Linked DNA regions of Sus scrofa: region 2 is linked to region 1. Evidence: chromatin contacts called from public HiChIP or PLAC-seq data. All regions are on one chromosome and are shown on one strand. Each heading gives the region's core, a stretch centred on a gene start, on an enhancer-like site or on the middle of the called end of the contact. The rest is flanking DNA. Distances are from core to core; before and after follow the strand shown.

Region 1 (3,452 bases), core at 378-2,877:
ACCTGCTCAGGCAGTGAGGTCACTAGGGCTCCATGCCCAGCCCTGAGGCCTGTCCCAGCGCTTTGGCAGAAACAGGCCTCTTTGGTCTTCTGGCAAGTGGATCTGCCCAAAAGAACCAAGACCTTGGGGAAGAGAAGGCTCTTCCTCCCTGGCCTTCTTCCCAGAAAGTCAGGAGAAGGGAGGTAGGGGCAGATGTTTCCACTTCCACATGGAGAAAAAGAGGTCCAGGAAGGAAGCCTGCCACACTGTACAGGAGTGGCAGAGAGGACCACTGGCCTGCTCCTGCATGCCCCCCTGTACCCACCTCTGCTGGCTCAAGTTCAGTTGGGCACCACTTCCTTATGTGTCTTTTTTCCTTGAGTGTGTGTCTTGTTCATGGCTGTCTCTCCAGAGCCTAGTCCAGGGCCTGGCACAAAAGTAGGTGTTTTAATAACTGCTGGATTAAGAAACGGATGGGCTCCTCTAAACTTCAAGCCTGCTCATCTATAAAAGGGATGATAATAATAAAACCTACTTCAGGGACTTTGTTTTAAAAGTTCAATGAGACAATGCCCTTAAAGCCCTCTGCATGCAATAAACAGCAATACACGGTGGATCTTATTATTAAAAGTGCTTTATTATTAAAAGGTAGGCTCTTTAAAAGTGACTGCCAGTCTATGAAGGCACAGGCTGCTTGTGGGTGTGCGGAGGTCAGAGAAAGGGCAGCAGGTGGCGGGTGGAGGCCGTAGCTGTCAGGCAGAACAGGGAGCTGTCCTTGAGCCTTGTAGAGCTGGCTGCAAGCACAGACTTTCTGAAGGAGGTTGAGGAGGGAACCGCCCGGCCGACGGGAGCAAACGCTTGTGCCTACAGAGGTCAGAAAAGCCGGGCGCACTGGCAGGATGGACGGGGGAGTTGGACCACATGGCGGAAAGGCGCGGGGGACATTCCGCAGGGAGGGGCGAGCACGTGTGCAGCAGGAGCGGCGCGACGGGAAGGGTCATGCTTTTGCCGGGAGGGCACACGCTGCCCCCGGTGAGTGGCGGGACAGCGTGGGGCGGGGGGAGGTGTCTGGGGCCTGCTACACCAGGCTTGTGATCTGGACTCTACCTCACCCTCTCCTTAATCCTGCGACCTTGTCAGTCCCCTCTAAGTCTTGGACTCCTCACCTGTAAAAAGAGGACCAAGATGCCTACGCCGCGGAGAGTCGGCCAGAACTTTCCCAGCGGGGCATCAGCCCAAGAGTGAGTTTCCTTTCTCCTCTAGTCTCTCATCTCTGTTCGGACCCCAGGCTCGTGGAGGGACCAGGAAACCGAAGATGTCCATGACCTGCGCCCCAACTCGCGGGCTCCGTGCCCCCAGCGGCTTCCTTCTCAGATTCCGAAGAGCGCCTTGAGGCCAGGAAAGGGGACTGGTCCTGCCAGCCCCGGGGAGGGATTCGGATCCCGGGTACCCGTGCTGCCGGGCGCCTACGGGCTGCCCCTTCCTCTTTCGGCAGGCTGGGGGATGGGCGATCAACCCGGCGAGGCAGCGCCTGCATGGGGCTTCCTATTTCGGGAGCGGGGGCGTACGCCACGCCTCGTCACGTGACGCTAGGGCCATTTAAAGCGGTAGCGCGGGCTGGGAGCCGCCGGTCCTGGAATTTTTGCGCGCCTGTTCTGTCGTCTCTTTCTCAGCCTAGCCCAGCCTCACCATGGTGGACGCCTTCGCGGGCACCTGGAAGCTAGTGGACAGCAAGAATTTCGATGACTACATGAAGTCAATTGGTGAGGACGACTCGGGATGTTGGGCTGGGAAGAGGTTGGCCGCGTGCCCGGCCGGAGCCTTGCTCCAGCCCTGGCTGGGACCCTGTGCGCAGGCTGCATCCCTCTTGGTCAAAGATGCAGCATCCGGAGACGCGGAGAAGGTGGTAGCCTGGGCTGGAGCTTGCGAGGCCTCTTGGGAGGGAGCTTTCATGGTCTGAACCTGGCGAAAGAGATTCCCAGGCAAGGAGGCATAAGGAGGCCGCTGTGTCAGTGTGGGGGCAGGAAGGCGCTTTCGAGGAAGAAGGGCGTAGGATTCGTGGGTAAGGGGGTGAGTTTGGATAAAAGGGAAGCATTGGTCCCAGAAGGTCGGTGGGAGGCTAGCTAGGGGAGGAAAAGAACTGGTGCATGGGAGGTTTAGGAACTGGAGACTATGAACACTGAAAGGGAAGCAGTGGATGGGGGAAGTGTTTTATGGCCTAAAGAAGTAAGGAATCCCCAGGAGGAGGAAGATGGAAGAGCGGACAATGGTGAATGGGATATGAGGAGGGGGTGAGACAGGGGTCTGCACAGTTCGCAAAAATTTCTGCTCCTCTATGTTGGGTTAAAGGATTCTCACTGGAAGGTGCCCTCTTTTTTTTTTCTTTTTTTCTTTTTTTTTTTGTCTTTTTGCCATTTCTTGGGCCGCTCCCGCAGCATAAGGAGGTTCCCAGGCTAGAGGTCTAATCGGAGCTGTAGCTGCCAGCCTACGCCAGAGCCACAGCAACGCGGGACCCGAGCCGGGTCTGCGACCTTCACCACAGCTCACGGCAGTGCCAGATCTGTTAACCCACTGAGCAAGGCCAGGGATTGAACCCGCAATGTCATGGTTCGTAGTCGGATTCGTTAACCACTGTGCCACAATGGGAACTCCGGTGCCCTCTTTCTTTTTCTCAACCAACCTCTGACCTTGTCCTACAGTGTGTAACCAGGCTTTAGTCACTAGTGAGTCTAGTGGTAGGATAGGGCAAGAGCCCCCAACACCAGCTGCAACCCAAGACCTGGTAGAGGAAGGCAGGGAGGGTCTTTGGTCCACAAGTGTGTGGTGCTGGGATGGGGGAGAATGAAGAGGGAAAGAATCTTGCACAGGACGACTCTGGAGACCGCTTGTTCCGCTTGTTCCGACAGATGGAGAAGCCAAGACTCAGAAAGAGTACAGATTTATCATCAATTCCGCAGCAGGGCTGATGTGAAAACCTAAGGGCCCTAGGGCTGGGAGTGGCAAGAACTGCTTAGCTAATGATTGACTTTAGCCCTTCCGCTCTTGATATGCATTCAGGGAGGGTGATATCCTTTCTCTGGAATCCCCAGCTGAGATTATCCTAGTTCCCTAGGCTGGGATAAGGAAAACTGGAATGTTGTTCATGATTGAGCTGGATTCCTTGCCTTTTCCAAGGGAAGAGGTGCTGGATTACAGCAGATAGCCAGGGGTGGGGGCCATCTGGGCACCTCCTGCCTCTGTTCCTGACCCCTGAAATAAGGACCACAAGTGTTGGCTTTTTTTTTTTTTTTTTTTTTTTTTGTCTTTTTGCCTTTTCTAGGGTCGCTCCCACGGCATATGGAGGTTCCCAGGCTAGGGGTCCAATCGGAGCTGTAGCCACCAGCCTACGTCAGAGCCACAGCAACGCGGGATCCGAGCCGCATCTACAACCTACAGCTCATGGCAACACCGCATCCTTAACCCACTGAGCAAGG
Region 2 (3,232 bases), core at 578-3,077, 45 kb before region 1:
AGCATTGCAGGAGTCTGACTCAGAGAGCAGCACTTGGCTCCAGAAGAAATTCTCCACCCACCTTTCTAAAATGATAACAACAATACCTCTTATTTGGAGCAATCACTACATGTCAGAAACAGGGCAGGGCACTTTTAAATTTTCCCAGCAGCATTATAAGGGCGGCAGACCAGGAGGCAGAGGCACAGGGAAATGGCAAGTCTCCAGGCAAACCTCCCCCACTGCCCTCAAGGCCAGCCCTGTGGACAGAATTCTAGTCCACACTGAGGAAACTCTCCTTCCCCAACTGGGAAGCAAACCCTTTCCAGCCAGAGCCCCAGTCCAAAACTTGGTTTCATTGGGCAGGGAGGGATCTCAAGGACCAGCTCTTGATTCCTCCTTCTGTGGGTGCACACACACACACACACACACACACACACACTTCACAGAAGGGAAAATGCATGCCCAGAGAGGACAAGAGTCCAGGGACCCACTCTGTAGCCTCTCTGTTTAGATTTCATTCTCAGAAAATGGCTGTAAATCTCTAGATGCCCCAGCTCTCCGCCCCTACACCCCCATCCTCACACACACACAAATCAGGAACAAAGAAAAAGAAGTCTGATTTTCAGCAGCCAGCAGACGGCCCCCCTTTCTCTGGGCTCCGCTTTATGTGGGGCAGAGCGGGAGGGGGTTGCCTGAAAGAACCTTAGATCTACTGAGGGGAAGAGGAAAAGGAGAGGAGGCTGGGAAAGGCGAAAGGAGAAGGGGCCTCCCAGCCGGGGTCTGGCTGATGCTCCTCCCCTCTGCTGGCAGCAGCCCCAAAACGGAGGCTGACTGTTTCTCAGGTCCCCAAGTCCAGGCGACCAGGTACTCCCTCCCCCTGCACACCCCAACCTCCCTCAGTTCCCAGGTTTTCCCACCCAGAGTTGGGCCAGTGGCAACCAGTGCCCACCTCACTCAACACTGGCTTAGAAAGGGGAGGAGGGGGCTTCCTTCCCACCCCCCACCCCCCACCCACTTCAGCTCTGGGGCCCACAGGGGAAGGGTCTGGGGCTCATTAGGGAAGTGCCCAGGAGTTAGCCTGAGCCAAAATGAACCAGACACAGACAAAACACAGAGACATGGATACACTGGACCGGCTAACAGACCCTGGGGGACAGACACCAAACTGCAGAAACAGACAATGACACACGAAGAAGCTTAGATGGACAAAGACAGGCGGACAAACGAAGGGACCCACAGACATCAGACACATACAAATGACAGAAGTAGAACGGCAGGTACAGACAGACAGAGTGACTGACACTGCCAGAGAAAGAGAAAGGCGCACAGGATAGAGACAGGGGCCGGGCAGGCCACACAAAGAGTCAGAGCGCCCGGGAGGGGAACGAGAGGCGCCCCGCCAGGACGACAGCAAGTTGAGCTGGGGACGCAGCACCCACCCCGACCGGGGCTCTGGGCCTCCGTCTCCCCAGTTCCCGGGAGGGGCGCCGGCCCCGGACACTCCCCTCCCCGCCCGGGCGCGCCCCTCCCCCTCCCCCGCGGTAACCTGAGCCCCAGACACCAGCCGTCCCCCGGCGCCCGCGGGCCTGGGATGGGGGTGGGGAGACTCGTTGAGCTGGGGGACCGGAGGCACGAGGAGGCGGGGTGCGGGCCCAGAAAGACAAGTTTGGAGGAAGGAAAAAGAAGAAACTATTTGGAGGAAGAAGACGGGGTAAAAGTGCGAGGCCGAAGAAGGGGCAGGCGGTCCGGGCGGGCGCTGGGGTCAGGACTCACGCAGCTGAGAAGGGAGCAGGCCCCCAGGCAGGCCCCCATGTCGGCGGCGGCTCAGGGCGCTGGGCGCGGACCGAGGGGCGCGGGATCCTGTCAGGCTCGGGGCGCCCCGGGCTGGCCCCGCCCTTGGCCCCGCCCCGGCCCGGCCCCGCCCCACCTGCCGAATCCGCTCGCGACTTTCCGGCGGCGTTCGGGGCCTCCCGGGACTCACCTGGGGCAGGTGCGCTGGGCGGGACCGTAGGGAAAGTGGGGGGACCGGGGATCCCAGCGGCCGCGCAACCAGATCCGACTCTGGCCCGGGCTCATGTCCGGATCCAAAGTGATGGTTTGGAAATAGTGAGACCTGGGGTCGGGTCCCAGCGAGGCCGCGACGCGACCTCACAATTCCCCCACTTCACCGCAGGGGGCAGAAGCCAAGTGACGGTCACCCCTGACACCTCAGCCCGTGGCCTAGAGCCTCTCTGCCCAATGCCTAAGTGTTGAATGATGAGTTGTTGCACGAAGAAATGGGCAAGTCATTTCACCTCTCTGAGCTTCAGTAAAGCGAAGATACCTACCTCAAAGGGAGGCTGTTACCACACATAGTAGATGCTTGCTCTGTGCGCTCCCTGTCCTAAAACCTGGCCTCCCACTCTTCCATCTGTCCTCCCCTCCATCCCCCTGTTCTTCAAGCTCTACTGACTCCTGTCTCAGACCACATGCTCCCTGGAGCCACTCCCACTGGGCGGCTCATCACTCCTCAGGGGTGCCCAAACCTGGCCCCCAGCTCAGGAGGTCAAGAGCGGTGAGTGGGTTACATGCCTGCTGGATGGTCCCACAGGAGCAGGTGAGAGAGTCCCAGAAGCAGGGCTCTGTAATTACTCTCAGTTCACCTTCCAATCCTCTCCTCACTCAACCATAGATGGGATAATGTTAGGGAAGAAAATCTGAGTGCCTCAACGCTGGCCCCAGGGCCAAAGATCCAGCCTGACTACTTCCTTGGTGAATCATGGGGTGCGAGGCTTGGCCATTAATTGCGCCAGGACTGTTCTGCAAACATACCCTGCAGTTTCTCTCCTCCACACTTTTGTCCACAGGTTACCCTCCCCCTAGAAAGTTCTTCTCTTTATCCCCCTCTCTATGCATCAAAGCCTTGCTCACATCCCATATTTTCTCAGTGAAGAGAACCACACACACCCCAAACCACCACCCGGCCCCATTAGGAATAAATAACCTCCTCCTTTGCTGTGTTTCTACAACACGGGACTCCTTTACGGCCTCACGAATAACTAAAGTTACCACGCAGCTCAAGGTCATACTAAACTCTTTCACCTAAATGGTCCCGTTCAGGGCCTACAGTAACCCTGAGAAGTAGATTAACTCCCACTCCATCCCAATCTACAGATGAGGAAACAGGTTCAAAGAATGCCTAAATGTTTACTCCAAGCCCACTTTCCTCATTCCACTGTCCACTGTGATGGACAGTCTGATTCAGAAAAAG

What was found. HiChIP or PLAC-seq counts read pairs in DNA pulled down with a chosen protein or histone mark.
Region 2: a contact with region 1 is called in an H3K27ac HiChIP or PLAC-seq map of skeletal muscle. The contact joins the promoter of SERINC2 here to the promoter of FABP3 in region 1. A contact is called at or near these places in 10 of 47 Hi-C or Micro-C datasets (alveolar macrophages, embryonic fibroblasts, fetal skeletal muscle and 6 more) and 1 of 2 datasets of contacts at active chromatin or transcription factors (skeletal muscle).

What each region holds. Positions count from the first base shown.
Region 1 is chr6:87,948,883-87,952,334 of Sscrofa11.1, reverse strand. It overlaps FABP3 (fatty acid binding protein 3, muscle and heart (mammary-derived growth inhibitor)), which reads left to right and starts at 1,627. Exons shown (of 4, transcript NM_001099931.1): 1 at 1,627-1,742. The coding sequence starts at 1,670. It overlaps LOC106510641 (a long non-coding RNA gene), which reads right to left and starts at 1,530. Exons shown (of 2, transcript XR_001309284.2): 1 at 1,146-1,530; 2 at 592-843.
Region 2 is chr6:87,994,326-87,997,557 of Sscrofa11.1, reverse strand. SERINC2 (serine incorporator 2) reads right to left here and starts at 1,827. Exons shown (of 10, transcript NM_001244148.1): 1 at 1,756-1,827. The coding sequence starts at 1,794.